Linked DNA regions of Mus musculus: region 2 is linked to region 1. A link is a contact called in public HiChIP or PLAC-seq data. All regions are on one chromosome and are shown on one strand. The core of a region is the stretch at or near the end of the contact, and the rest is flanking DNA. Distances in the headings are between cores, read along the strand shown.

The links. HiChIP or PLAC-seq counts read pairs in DNA pulled down with a chosen protein or histone mark.
Region 2: a FOXA1 HiChIP or PLAC-seq map of pancreatic cancer cells shows a contact between it and region 1. The contact joins two enhancer-like sites. A contact is called at or near these places in 1 of 484 Hi-C or Micro-C datasets (myocytes) and 1 of 115 datasets of contacts at active chromatin or transcription factors (pancreatic cancer cells).

Annotation. Positions count from the first base shown.
Region 1 is chr4:105,257,229-105,264,862 of GRCm38.p6, reverse strand. No RefSeq gene overlaps it. Among named protein-coding and RNA genes, the nearest start is that of Gm40217, 58 kb to the left of the region's middle. Within about 2 kb of position 3,257, at least 19 of the 459 cell types and tissues checked have an H3K27ac peak or open chromatin away from gene starts, as enhancers often do. A contact at or near this core is called in pancreatic cancer cells, where this site is marked.
Region 2 is chr4:105,578,281-105,585,914 of GRCm38.p6, reverse strand. It overlaps the pseudogene Gm12726. Among named protein-coding and RNA genes, the nearest start is that of Gm40217, 260 kb to the right of the region's middle. Within about 2 kb of position 4,729, at least 14 of the 459 cell types and tissues checked have an H3K27ac peak or open chromatin away from gene starts, as enhancers often do. A contact at or near this core is called in pancreatic cancer cells, where this site is marked.

The sequences.
Region 1 (7,634 bases), core at 2,008-4,507:
ATTCTAAGTAACTATAGCTATCCTTTCAAAAACACATCTGTAGAGATTTTTTTTTTTAAATCAACAGAGAATTACATGTCCACTTCTTTCATTACTTAATGTGTTTTACTGCTTAATCTGTTTTTCCTCAGAATGGCCTGGCCAAATCTAGCTTTCTCCTTCCCCTCGGGGGCTCGACAGAGGCATGCTTAGGAGGACATAAAGGGTTCGTGAGCTGGTGGGTTCGGTGAGCTGGCGTGTGTGAATTGTGTCGTCCACAGAGTATTTTCCATTACATTTGACAAGGGCAGTGTGAGGTAAACTCACACCTGTGGGAGGGGCCAGGTGGCTGTGATGCTGTTTGACCAGATAACGTTGTTTCCCTCGCCACAGTGAGAGAATCCCAGAGCAGGATCTGCCCTCAGCACACACAAATGGAACTCAGTGCTGCCTCCCTTCTCCAAGCCTCAGTTTCCTTAGGCATAAAGTGGGTATCACATAACTAAGGAGCCTAGCGTGCTACGACTCTCAGTATATGTCACCGGAAATTATCGTTGTCTTCCTCCTGTCAGGGACTGCATTAGAAAAAGGGGAGCTCACCTCTGGGGTCTGTTATCCTACCACAGGGGACACTGTGTCAGGAGTGGCTTGATAGATTCCAGATGACATATTCACAGAGGTAGAAGCTAGGTACATTCAGGCTTGGCATGCTACTGGCTAATTTAGTCAAAGGTCTTGTGGGGGAGCTACTAGGAAGATGTGTGATGTGTTTCTCTTGGATGTGAGCCGGCAGACTGCAGGCCTAGAGTTAGTGGGCATCATCTTACCATGAGATGGATATTCAGAAGGAAGCCAGTGTGAAGAAAAGGGCCTGGATGGGAGGGGCAGGTATCATACATAATGACATACTGGAGCCCCAATCTCCTATACTGCCCTCCCCGCTTCCCCCCATCCTACCCCAGGTCACTGAAACCATGTGAAGTGACTCATTCCTTCACAGAGCATGGTCTATCTCGTGGTTTGTCATAGTTAATGAAGAAATCCCAATTACCACACAGTTGTTGAGACGGCAGAAGTGAAACTGGAGTCTGGTCAGGATGGTGGAAGGATGCACTGGTGAGACCTACAGAGCAGCTCCGCGGGGCAGGGCAAGCTTCAACTTCTTTATTCAGATGATGGGTATTGAGTCATAGCTGACAATACTCCTTATGCCTGGAAAGGGTTCATAGCGTATCTGTGACTGCTACCTAAAGAGCGTAGTGGGTATGTCCCTACGAGTAAAGAGTCAAGTCTAGAATAATGGACACATAAGAATAGTTCCGTCTAGAAAGTGGAATTAGAAGGCGGTCTTTCACTTTCTGCTTCAGATCATAGTGAACTAATGAAGCTATCACCACTAAGTGTGCTAACACTTAATCCCAGCCTTAGGGAGAGTGTGAGGCAGGAGGATTCATCCACAGTTTGAGGCCAGGCTTATCATAAAGGAAAACCTTTATAAAGGAAAGAGAGAGAAAAAGAGAGGAGAGAGAGAGAGAGAGAGAGAGAGAGAGAGAGAGAGAGCGAGCGCAGAGGGAAGGAAGGTAAGAAAGAGAAAAGAGAGAAGGGAAGAGAGAAACAGAGAGAAAAAAAGTTATTTTCAACCAATTTGTATTATTTGAAAAACCAGAGCAAAGGCTATCTCAATTTTAAAGAGTAGGGCGATGGCAGTGCCACACTTCTGATGCCACACTTCAGAGCACATTATATAATTCCCCCACAGTATTTGATGCCAGGGTCTGAGTGCACAAACAGTAGTCGCCTACAGCTAGCAAACATGCCCCGAATCTGCCCAGTATCCCAGGCACTCCTAAGGAAAAGGACAGCTTCGCAGACGTGAGAAACCTATTAAGATCTAAAGAAACTAGAGTGAGCCGAAGTCTTCTCCCCCTGCCTTGCTGAGAACTTTCTCTTACAAACATCTTATCCCCTCATCCTGAAGAGTCAGTCAGTGAACACTAGACACACGCCAGCTCAGGCCATCCCGTGCACAGGACTGGCTTTATGTTATCTCCTTTATTCTTTAACAGAAACCTCTGTCAGCAAATCCTATATGTGGGGAGATCCAGGCTGAGGGTAATGAAGGAGGTCCCTGGGCCCGCCATTTCCGATTGCTTTCAGAGCTCACCATTCTCTACTCTCCCGGGGAAGTCTTCCAGCTGACTCTGCCCACCCCAATTCCTTCTCTGGAGAACAGCGGGTGATAAATGATGGACAATCCTCACCCAAGTTTCCACATTTCTTACCCCAGGAGCCTTGGTGTCTGGGACTTTCTAAAATTAAGCCGCTCGCTTCCTTCCCTACCTTGAGCCAGTTTTAAATATAGGCTCTCCTATCATCTTCCGTGTTCCCTGATTTCCTCTGTGCTTCACGGACCATCAGATCCAGCAGTACTTTTCCTATTGCCCCTCACCACTTCCTTTGAGGATCTCACTCGTTACTCATTTTGGATCCGTGGTCTCATAGACGTTCTTTCCTGATGCACGTTAGAAGACGCTTTTCGGGGTTTTAGTCCACCCTGACGGTTGGAATCCAGGATATCTTGAGACCTGTACAACTTGACCTTGAGTAAATTTCTTAGAGGCAGTGAGATGCGGAGAAAGGATAAGCTGTCCCTCTTCCTTCTCCTAACATCCACGAGATGCTTAATACATTTTCCCCAAGCCAAATGTAAGGGTTAATTGAACAGTTTCAGTATAAAAGTTCTGACCTTAGCCGGGCGTGGTGGCGCAGGCCTTTAATCCCAGCACTTGGGAGGCAGGTGGATTTCTGAGTTCGAGGCCAGTCTGGTTTACAAAGTGTGCTCCAGGACAGCCAGAGCTACACAGAGAAACCCTGTCTCGAAAAACAAAAAAATAAAAATAAAAAAATAAATAAATAAAGTTCTGACTCCTGGTACCTAGAAATTTTAAGATAACTTCTGTTAAAATAATTTTACATTTTTATTTATGTATTCTGTCTCGATTTATATTTATGTATTATTAAAATTGTATTATTGTAATTATGCATATAATTATATATAGAAATAGTGGAAGCTGTGAGCTTCCAGGGCAATGTCAACACTACCAGTAATTGCTATAAACTTTATATTGTTTCTTTAACTCAAAGTGAGTTTTTAAATCATACTGACCTCATGAGTTAAGTCACTTAAAGTAATCCTTGCCCCTTTGAGCAGGCAGTATCTGTGAGCTATTATAATCGCTACATTGGTATGCACTGGGCTTTTCCACGTGTCAGTCTCTGTGCAACTCCCTGCATTCTCATATTCACAGTCCCATCACCTCCATCCCTTGAGCTGGGTGAAGGTGACTCACAGAGAGAAGATGAATTGCCCCAAATCCCACAGCTAGTTAGTGACAGAGGCTGGGCTAGTGTCAGGGCAGTCAACACCAGAGCTCCCCTTTCACCCACCATGAGCTTATCACCCCTGGCTTCAGCTACTTCCCCAAGGAACTCCTTGGCTCCTTCCTACCCAGATACCTCAGGGACATAGCGACATTAATCTTTGTTTCCTTCTGCTATTTATGGTCTGTTACCTTGCTGATACCGTATCACAAGAGTTGATTCATCAGAAATGATGTCTCCGTGGTTATGACTCTAAAGCTCCCAGAACATTCCGGAACCTCCACCAATATGTCCCATGACTGATTTCAAGTCATGAATGATAGAGCACTTATCACGAGGCAGGAGGCAGCCTACTGTGGGAAGAGGAAAGGAGAATGACTAGGTTAGAAGGCCTATAATACGCAAGTGTCAAGGACCTGCTGAATAAGCTGTGTACACACAGCCTACCATAAACAGGAGGGGTCAGCCCAAGCTGCTGACAAGCAGGGGCACTGCTGCAGAGACAGTAAGCCGAAAAACTAAAGCCACAGGAGCTACCCTTCTCTACAGATAAGGGAGGGGCTAGTCATGGTTTCAGACTCCCAGATCATCATCCTTGTCCCCAAACTTGCTCTATTTCTCCAATTTCATCTGCCCCAAAGAAATGCCTTCCATGTTACTCTGTCCTCACAGAGCAGAATGCACCTGTCATGGAAAACAATATTAATAAACCAAAGCAATAGCATAAGGTAACCAATACTTAGACAGAGCCTTAAACATCATTTTCGTATCAGAACTGAACTTTCTTTGTCAAAGCCACTTTCCCTTTAAGACCACAAACTTTCTGAGCTGGAGGAAGGCAGAATGATGATAAATCTACCAAGCCCAGCAGCCCCTTCCATCAACCCTGTAATGAGAAACACATGGAGGCAGAGGGGACTGAGGGTGGGGTGGGCAGAGTTCAGGAAGCCCCACCCACTTCTGGGGTACATGGGGATTTGTGGTATATTTCAAATATCCCAGCATTCCTAGGGGGGAAGTGACAGATAGCAGAAGTCCCTCTATAGTTGGCAGATGCGGGTCAGCAAAGATAACAAAGGCCTCCTGTGAGGAAAGGCCATAACCTGATGTTTTCCCTGCTTTCTGTGCCACTCAGCACACAGTTTGTGATGAGCCGTTGTTCCATCTTCAGCCTCAGTGCCCTCCAGACCGGTCATGTTTACAGATCACTTCAGGGGTACAGTACCTCGATACAGATATACCGGCTGGGCGTATAGTTCACATGCTAAAGTGCTTACTTAGCATGCATGAAACCCTGAGTTCAATGTCCTGCACAGCATAAACATCAGGTGTGGTACACACCTCTGATCCCAGCAAGTAGGAGATGGAGGCAGGCGGACCAGAAGTACAAGGTCATCCCTGCCTTCATACTGAGTTCAAGGCCAGCCTGGCATCAAGAACAAGCAAACAAGCAAACAATACTGATCTGAAACAGAAGGCACTTGCTTCATCTCCTAAACCGTTTCCACTTTGTGTTCTCAGTAAATGCCAATAAGAATCACCCAGGGATTCTTCAATCAGCCAGGGAAAATAACGTTAGACCTTCATTCTATCTCAGTCATTTCCACACACAGATGATAACGAAAGGCAAATGGCTGTGCTGAGGAACATCTCCCCAGCGTCACCTCCAGACCGAAAGCACCTCTTCACCTCTCCCTTGACCTTCATGTTGCTGTGGCCTGCTCTCTCCTCTCCACTTCCCTACTATCTATGGACATGATCTTCCTGCAAACTCCCCTGCTTAAGCAGCCCACTGTTCTGTGAGTTATCATTTCCTTCGGACCAGTCCATGCTTTTTAACAGGGAGCACAGGACCCTGACTAACCTGTCTACCCACCCCCACCCCCATTTCTCTCCCTAGCTGCTCTGAAGGGTGATACCTAAACTCTATACACAACCACCCATCAGACCAGTCACTTCCTCACATAAACTCCAGCCCTCACCAGCTCCCATCATCTTTCTGAGGAAGTTTTGTCTGACCTCCCTCACCCAACCCTTCCCCAAGCTCCCACACTCATCTATTGCTGCACAGGTAGCCAGTGTGACAGTCACCCAAGCATGTGACATCCTTCTCACTTGGTTCTTAAGGACTAAGACTGCTTCATCTCTGAATTACCCACTATTAGCCAAAGCCAGCCCCAGTGGGACAGAAAGAACTGAATAAATGTTGGATGGATGGATGGATGGATGGATGGATGGATGGATGGATGGGGGAAAGAGCCTAGGAGGACTTCAGGTTTCAAGACACAGTAAGTGCCTAGATGTAGATGCCTTTTGTAAACATAAGAAATGCATAAGAAAGGTTCCAGGAGCAAGAGGCTGGCTGCCTTAAACAGGTGGAGACATTTGGGAAATACGGTCTCTACTCTTTTGAAACAGAGCTATGGATGGGATGTCATTTGGGGTATCATCCAAAATTTGGAGAAACTTAAGACATGGGGTCCAGAGTGAGGAAAAGAATGGAAGGCAGCAGGGGAGATAGTGGCACTAAAGCTGGGCCACATGAGTAACAGACAGGAGCAGTTCCTACAGGCAGTGTCACCCATACCAAAGGGATGCGCTCTGAGAAGAGAGCTACTAGTTTCTCTAAAGGTGGCAGGGACCTTTGTCACCTAGCCCCTGCCTACCAACAGGAAGATGCAAGCCTGTCTACAGATCTCAGGTCTGCATATCCCACACAATGTCACCTCCACATACCTACCTGTGCTGAGCCAGTCCATCTATCTGCAAGGTCCACACGCAAGCATCACCAAACCCATTATCCATTCAGTGACATCTAGTGCTTACCCTCCTGGAAACCCTTCCTGCCCTGTCTTGCTCACTAGGCTTCCACACTTTAGTGGACTTGGCTCTTATACGTCATCTGTATTATATTTATAGTCCCATGTAACCTTCCAGTCACATCTGAGCTCTATGGGCACAAGCTGGCTTTTTTACCTCTACATAAGGTCTGGCATCAAGTCAAGTGTATACGTCACTAAGTGATACAGAAAGAATGAAGGATTTTGCTCAGCAATGTCACTCAGAGCATGAATCAACACAAGCATGTGTCTTACAAAGGTCAGTGGAAGTTTCTCTTCTACTGAGTTCTGATTCAGCTTCCTTTGGAGACGCCTGGGTTAACATCCAGGAGGAGAGAGAAAGGTTGTCCTAGCCTATGAGCTTTGCATTGAGGTTGAAATGAACTAATCTCAGTGGGAGGGATCAGCCTCTGAGTGGAGTTATGTAGAAACATCCGTTTGTGTTGAGACTGCCAAATTGCCTTCCCCTTGCCCTTGCTACATGAAGGGTGTCTCATAAATGCTAAGTAATCATAATGACCATACTCAAGGGGGTGTCAGTAGCCATAAATGCGAGTTTTTATGGATACTTCCCGAGTCTCCTGGTGGGCGGTTAGAAACTGTGTAGGCCTGATGGCCAGAGGTCTCCATACAGGCTGCATCTGAGAGATCTATAAGCTTGGGTGGCAAGAAGGCACTCCAATCACAAACAGAGACGCCCAACCATTGATTGATAGTGGAAGGCCACCCACACCGTGCCTTCTGGAATCTATTGGTGAGTCATGGGCCAAAGGATTATGTCTTCAATCTGGGCCATTGGGCCTGATATTGAGGCATTTCCTGCTCACAGCTTAGGGGAGTTGTCCTGAGTGAAGGTGGTGACCTCTGAATCCAAGAAACAACCACGTGAGAAAAAGCGTCATCTCATTTCCCTCTCAGGATGTGGCTTCCTAGGCCCTTTGCATCAGAGTCTACATTCTCTGGGACCTCGGTGTATATTCATTCCACATTTATCCATTGCATTTATTTATTCTGTGGCCATTAATTGAGCACCTGTGTTGGATGCTAGGTATATAAAAGTCAATAAGAAATGGATCCTGGGCTGGAAAGATGGCTCAGCAGTTAAGAGCACTGACTGCTCTTCCAGAGGTCCTGAGTTCAAATTCCAGCAGCCACATGGTGGTTCACACCATCTGTAATGAGATCTGACACCCTCTTCTGGTGTGTCTGAAGACAACTACAGTGTACTTACATATAATAAATAAATAAATCTTTTAAAAATTGTTAAAAAAAAGAAATGGATCCCACTTTTATTGGATCAATAATAGAGAGGTAGGTATTCCTTTGTGATATGCTAAGTATACACACACACACACACACACACACACACACACATATATATATATACACACATATACACAAATACACATATACATATATACATATATGCATATT
Region 2 (7,634 bases), core at 3,480-5,979, 320 kb before region 1:
TGCCCTGCCTGGACACTATCACATGGCACATGGTCCACTCCATGCTCAGGAGTCTGTCTAAACTTCCTGGAGACAGGGATGACATCCTTAGGTCCACTTTAATAAAAGTATTCTATTATGAAAATGATTGATTGAAACAAAATTGGAGCAAATATAATACAGCCATAGTAAAATCTGTCAAGAGTTTGTAATTCTTTTAAAATGATTTCATATTTCTTTTTTCTAGTCTGTTTCTGCTATATACACTTTTCATACAATTATAATCTGATAGTATAAATAAAATATTCGGAGTTCAAAATTACTATATTTTCTGGAACTGGAAAGATGGCTCAGTGACTACAACCATGTGTTGCTCTTCCAGAGGACCTGGGCTCTATTCCCAGCTTCTGCATGGAGACTCACAACCATCTGTAACTCCAGTTCCAGGAGGTCAGATGCTGTCTTCTGACCCCTAAGAGCCCCAGTCAAGGATGTGATATGGTGCACAAACATGCATGAGAGACCAACACTTATACACATAAAAATTTAAAAATCTAAAAGAGATTATACTTTCAGATTATTATGCTATTAAAGGAAGATATTAGGTACTTTGAGATTTTTAAAGGGTATAAAAATAAGCCACAATGATATGAAATCCATCCAGAATTATTTTAGTATTTCTTAGAATATTTTTAATTTTTAAAAATTTATTTCATGTATAATTTTAAAAATATAATAAATTAATAAATCTTAGAAGAAGCAAAATGTATGATTGTTTTAAAAGGGAGTTGGGGACTCGTTATATTTGTAGCAAACTGGTTTCAAGTCAGAACTACTGTGGTGGTTTTCATTACAGAAGGGTATTTTGAAATGGTTCTAACACTGAACTAAGATGCATCTGCTTATATGAAATCAACACTAAATCATTTCGCTACCCTTGCTTATGTGGAGGAGGGAAACTTTTCTTTTCTCTTAGTAATCTGTATATCGGGAGGCCTACCTGACACACATTTGCTTAGGCCGCAAATGCAGCGATGCTTTACTCTGGATAATGCAGGAAATTCCACTAAGTGGCAGAGCATTGGCAGAGCATGTGAGGTGAGGAGGGGCCTTTCTAATACTAGGGAATTACAACAGCTGCAGCAGCAAGAACGCGTTCGCTGCCTCTGGGGTGTTTGCTATTTGCCAGGCACTCTTAACCACTGCACACATTCACCATGTGGACTTGTTCATGCATTTAATATATGGGGCGCTGTCTGTCAGCTGTCAGGGAAGGACAGACTTCACCAAATGGTTATGCTAACAGCCGAATAGTTACACACCGAAGACTCAGAAAGCAAACCCTGATGTCTTAGTGTGTCAATGGCAGATAAGCCTCCTTAAGCCTATGGATTAAGAGGATGTTCCCTAAGGAATCATCCTCCCTAGGTCTGCATGTGAACAGGCAAGCATAGCAAAGGAGAGAGCATGGTTAGAAGAGAGCTTTATATACACAGAGATTATAAATCCGGTGAAGAAGGATTTCTCCCTTTCTCGTGGAGGGGTGTGAGCTACTGAGGACTCAAACATGAAAGGACTGAGTACAGATCCACATGTTTAAAGGTTACATAGACACAGCATGACATTGAGGCTAAGACGGGGCAGAGGATGTACTGCACAGCCTGAGCTGGGGCGACCGCAGCAGAAATTGAGAGAACTGTGTCCACTTAGGGGAATCCAGAGGATAAGTGAGAGTTGTTGGGAACCTGGGCTGGGTTGGATTATGAGGTGTGGCAAGCAGGTGTGGAAGTCTAGCCACACATCTGGGGTTTTTTCTTTATATCTATCCCTTTCTGTTTAATCAAAGGGGAAAGTCTCATTTATCTGGATTTGACAAGGACTACAGGCCAGAGATGATGGATGGTAGATAGATAGGTAGATAGATAGATAGATAGATAGATAGATAGATAGATAGATAGATAGATAGATAGATAGATAGGTAGATAGATAGATAGATGAAAAGAGCAAGAGAGAAGAAGGGAGGGAGGAAAGAGGAAGAGTAGGAAAAAGGAAGGGAATGAGAGAAAGAGAGAAGGATGTAGGATGGAAGAAAAGAAAAAGGGAGGAAGGAGGGAGAGAGAAAAGGAGGGAGGAGAGAGGTGAAGGAAAAGAAGAGTGGAAAGAGAGAGGGGGCAGGTTTCCCATGCCTCCCCAACCCCCACCCCTGTCAACACACCGACCATGGAGCCATTCAAATCCTCTGGTGCAGAGGGACAGAAAACAGGTAGGGAGTTAATCCAGGGTACAAAGGTGGCCAACTGGTCCTGAGAGCAGAAGACAGAAGAGGGTTTGGAGGTGCTGGCAGGAACATCATAGAATCAAGGAACTGTCTAGGTTAAACTAGCTAAGGAGTGAAGCAAAAGAAACAAGGAAGAATAAAAAGGCTTGGGCATAGTCACCCTCCAGTCAGCTGGGAGAACACTTCAGTGGAGTTAAAGAATGTTCACACCTGTCCTTAACAACAATAACAGAACTAAAAGGTAATGTGATGATGGCAAGACTTTAGGGTGACTGGACTAGTATTTTGGAGTTAAGGATAAGTGAAAAGATGGCTCCTGCTGATGCTGTTTGTTAATAGAGTCTCCCCGGACTCTGTGGTATTTTATAGTACAGTATGGTAAATCCCAAAGTTTCTGAATTCTGGACCCCTTGTGGCTGTAAGGGTTTGCTAATGCAAACTAAATTAAAAATTAAGACTGTCAGCTTGCTGTGGCCTTTTCCTGATGACAGTGAGGATGGTTCTATTGTTCTTCACGTGGTACAAATAAAAATTATCCCAAATGCTATTAACTTTGTGTTATCGGAACAGACATTTAGAACTGTAATATGTATACATGTCACTACACTGCCGACGCTGGGTACCAGGGAGGGAGTTTATTGGCCATGAGACCTTTGGCTCTCAGGTGTTGGTGAGTTTGCATTGTTGCTACCACTGGCTAAAGGTTAATCACAGCTCACAAGACACACAATTTTAAAAAGTTGAAATGTGGCCTCTTCCTTTTCTCAGGCTGTGGTTCTGCAACCAGAGACACAGAACTGGAAGAATTTTAGCTCGAAGGAGGGACAGGTTTTGTGAGTCCTCTGTCTCCATGCATTCTAGAAGGATGTAGTTAGCCACTGCCAGCAGTCAGCCATGAGCTTCTGTCTCAGCCACCACTGCAGTAGCTATAGTCTCAAAAGTAAAGAGAAGAGACATTCTCTTGAGGCTTCAAGCTGATGTTTTTCCAAATTTCTGGCCCAAAGTTAGGTTATCTTGATACTGAACTACGATGATGTTTTGCCTCCTCCATCTCTCTGCTTATTTTATTGTGAGGTAGTAAGGACAACTGTGGCTGTGACTAGGCAGATGTAATTTTAAAGCAATAACCACGCCCTACATCTTCTGATACATTTCTTCTCCCAAGAGTCTTAGCGCGGTGTCTGGTTTGGAATATCGTGAATTCGTGCTAATAAATTATTTAATTTATCAAGGATCAGAATTTCCTGAAAGTCCCAATTCCTGCTCATAATTTTCTTTAGCCTTGCACTCATGGTAAAAATGAAACTGAAAACAAAACAGAGCAAACCAACAACGAACCAGAAGTTTCATTCTGCAGTAGTGTAGATGTCTGCATGTCTAGAGGAGGGGATCATGGGAGACAAAGAGTTTATTGACTGACAGAAGTTGGAATGGAAGAGCAGATGGTTAAGTGTTGACCCTGGAGTCCACACAATGGCTCAATTTCATATAGTCATTAGTGTCGTGACCCTAGACAGATTATCTGAACTTTCTATTGTTTAAACTTGGCTTCCTTCTTAACAACATGGTGGTAGAGTATTACCTATCTTGTTGGGTTTAGGATTACATTGAACTAATGTACATGAAGCCCCCAAGCTAGCACCAGGCCTGGCCCACTGTAAGAGCCTTCTGTATGAGTTGATTTCATCATACACATTACACTGTAGCAATGACTTATAACTTACAGTATTTTTATGCATTTAGAGGAGTATTTTAAATTTTTCCTAAGCCATGGGTTACTGATCTATGAAGTAAGAGAAACAACAATCACTTTTAAAGAGGTTCTAACCCCCATTGCCAATGGCTTCAAATGTACAATCAGGAGACAGTTATGATTTGACAAACCCATAGCTTTTTCTAGTTATATTTGACTCTTGACTTTACAAAGGCAAGAATGTGATCCTAAGCAAGAGGAGGTTGGAAAGGGTAAGACAGCATATCATCAGGGTAGCCATGGCTAGCCCAAAACTTCTTATTCCAACCACACTGTCCTTTAACTTGTGGTCTTTCTACACCAGCCTCCCTCCTGAGTACTAGGATTACAGTCATGTGTGCCGCCATGCCTGGTCCTGAGCCTCTCCACTCTTAGCTGACATTTCTGCCATCGAGGGGGTGATGAAAATATCTGTCTCATAGGACGATGTTAAAGATTAAATGTTGTAACTCAACCCATTGGCCACCCATGTTAGGTGCCAGCTCACTTTTGCCCTTGCCGGTGCATGTCTGAAGAAATTGGAGTTGCTAGTCTGTTAAGTCCTTCCCAGATGGGAATGTCTAAGATTCCGTGGGCATGGAAGGTAAACATTCAGTGATGGATCACATTCCCACTCCACCGTGGAAAAACCCACAGCTCGGAAGGTTCAGATGTGTTCAGCAATCCCTCCGCTCCTGTTCCTGGCTCCACAGTGACAGGACTCTGTGTGTACTCAGAGGTTAAATACCATATCTGCCCAACCAAATATGCTGCCGTCACATATTAATTATGTGACTCACAGAAAACAGGATAGAGTTTCTTAGCAATTAAAACTATGGCATCTGCAGAGTATAAGGACTTTTTTTTTTTTCAGGCTCTGCAGGCAGCGATGCATCTGTTATATTGCCGTGTTGGTCACTCTCTAGCCCTCCTGCTCAGATTAGACTCCCTGTTTTAAGAGCCTCTAGAGACCTACACAGCACTCCAGATCCCTCCTTCTGGTTCTTGGAGTCAAAAGGAATTTTGCCATTCAACCAAGCAATATTTGCATTTGCCTTTTAGAAGTGAAGAAAGTTCCTCTTTAAAAACTAGCATGAAAGTTGTTTCCTTCTCTTTTTTTTTTCTTCTAACTCTAAGATGACAGAAATTCTATAAAAGAAAAGATATATTTTTCACCAATTTCTCTTTAGTTTTTGGGTGGTACTAGAGATTGAGCCTAGCACATAGATAAAATATATTTAATAGTTAGTATTAAAGATATTTAATTTATTAAATATTATTTTTATTTTTTAATGTTTTTATCATTGTTAGTGACAAGATGCTTTATCCCCATGCCCTTTAAACACCCACACACAGGCACAAGCACACACACACACTCAGGCACATGCATACACGCACACGCACACTCACATGAGCACTCACGTGTGCTTGCTATCGATACACTGGTACAGTTTCCACCAACTCTGAGACCAGAAGGAGCAGCACCACACCGACATGGGCTCTCAAGTCTGGGCTTGGCATCCCACGCTCCCTACGCTTCCCTTTACAATAGATTTACCTATCCCAGCGCACTCACAAAGTGGGACACAATGAGAGGATATGATCAATATTCTTTATATTCCCCAAGTTTAGTATATATTATAATCTCTAAATAGTATCTGCCAAATAATAAGCAAAAGGCCTGCTTCTTCACAAGAATTTTCACAAATAGCATTTCAATCAGCACATCCATTCTTTTTTTTTCCACTTGTTTAACAGACATTTATTACTTTAGTTGATTTGAACAACCTCTATACAATGACTTGTTTTGCTGAATAGAAAAGAATTTTAGGTCTCAAGATTTTGAGTCTAGTATTTTCTGGAAATCAAATCATTCTTTTAAAATCTCCAAAGGAAAATCAATTTAATAAAAGCATCAGTTAGATTTTGATACCAAGCCAGCTGTTCAGGGACAATACTATTTCTTCCACACTCAAAATCACTTTGGGAAACTACTCCAAGGCATAGCACAAATAGAAATAAAAGTGTGGTTGTGTATGGCCTTTGTGAAATGTCAACATCCAGGTAGTTACCAGCCAACTACCCATAGGTAGATTGTAAACAATGAAATAACACTACCAAAATGGACTATTCTTACCCATGATGAATTGACTGGAAGCCCAACCACTTTTGGTTTTTCTCTATTGTAGACTGGAATAGAGAAAATTTCTCTATATTGTAGGCAGTCCTGGAACCGGAGAGCCATCTGCCTCTGCACACACCAGCTGCTAGAAAAGCTTAATGTTTGCAAGCTTGATCAAACTTATTATATTTGCTTGGTTGATATTAACTTGCAACCACAACCAAGCTTACAAATCTAATGGAAATAATCTGCCCTAAATAAGCCCTACTACATCCAATGTTCAACCTTCACCATCCCCAAATCCATACTCTAGATCCAACAGAAAGTGAAACCTCTTCCAGCAAATTTACCTGGTCTTCTGAAAATGCCACTGGATTCAATTCTCAAAATGTGGGTTATAGTTGATCTCACTTTTCTATGCACAAAACAGGTTTTGAAACCCTCTCTTCCAACACATTTCTAAGCAAAACCCAACTCTAAAGTTTGTACTCATCAAATTCCCAAGCAGCCACTTCAGTGAACCAGAAGATTCCATCATAAAACCGTCAATTCTATCTCGTGCACCAACACATCCAGGGTCAGTTTCAGGACTTTTTACCTTTTACAGGCTCTTACACACAGGACACCACTTGGCACAAACACTATATACACTTAATCTCATAAGCAGATAATGCAAAGTACATCAGAAAAAAGATATGCCATCACCTGCCGATTTCATTTATTGCACTTTAACTTCTACAGTTTCACAAAACACTCATGACAATCTGTAGACTAGTTTTAACAAATAACACCTTTAAGCAGAAATGACTATCCTAAATTGTTTATTGGATATGAATTTTACAAATATCACGTGTATTAGTGGTAATGGTGGAGCTGGAGAGTATTGCGCCTTCTCCAGGCTGCACGACGGGAACCACCAATAGTGTGGTGGAACTTGTGGCCCTTTCCAAGGCCACGGCTCTTTCGGCTAACAGATGTGGGCCCATGCCTCTCTCTGTGCTTGTGGACTGGTTTGGTGATCCACTGGGTGTCAGGATTTCTTCTGATAGCTTTATGGAACGGATCAATGAGGATAACCTCAAAAACTTTATATGTGGAATCTTCACCAACCCAGTAGGAATTCAGGACTCTCAAAGCCCCACAATGGCACCCAGCTCTCTCCTCAGCAACAGACTTAAGGCTTCAGGCAAATTTCAGCTGGTTAACACCATGGTGGACAGGCTTGCCGTAAGTTGCACCCTTAGGATCTGGGCGTTTACGACCACCACGGCCGACATGAATCCTGTAAATGACATAGCCTTGCTTAGCCTTACCCCAGTCTTCGAGCTTTATCAGGCCAGGTGGGGCGGGGAGCCCTGTGCAGCGCAGGGAGCTGGCGGTATTGCCAACAGCGGACCCTCAGAAGAAAGCGCATCAAGTCGGACTGCTTCTTCCTCCATAGCTCCTGGATGTATTTGTATGCACTCATCTTGGCTCACCTGATGGCTGTCGCCAAGAGGAAAGGAAGACACCTTTCTCCCATA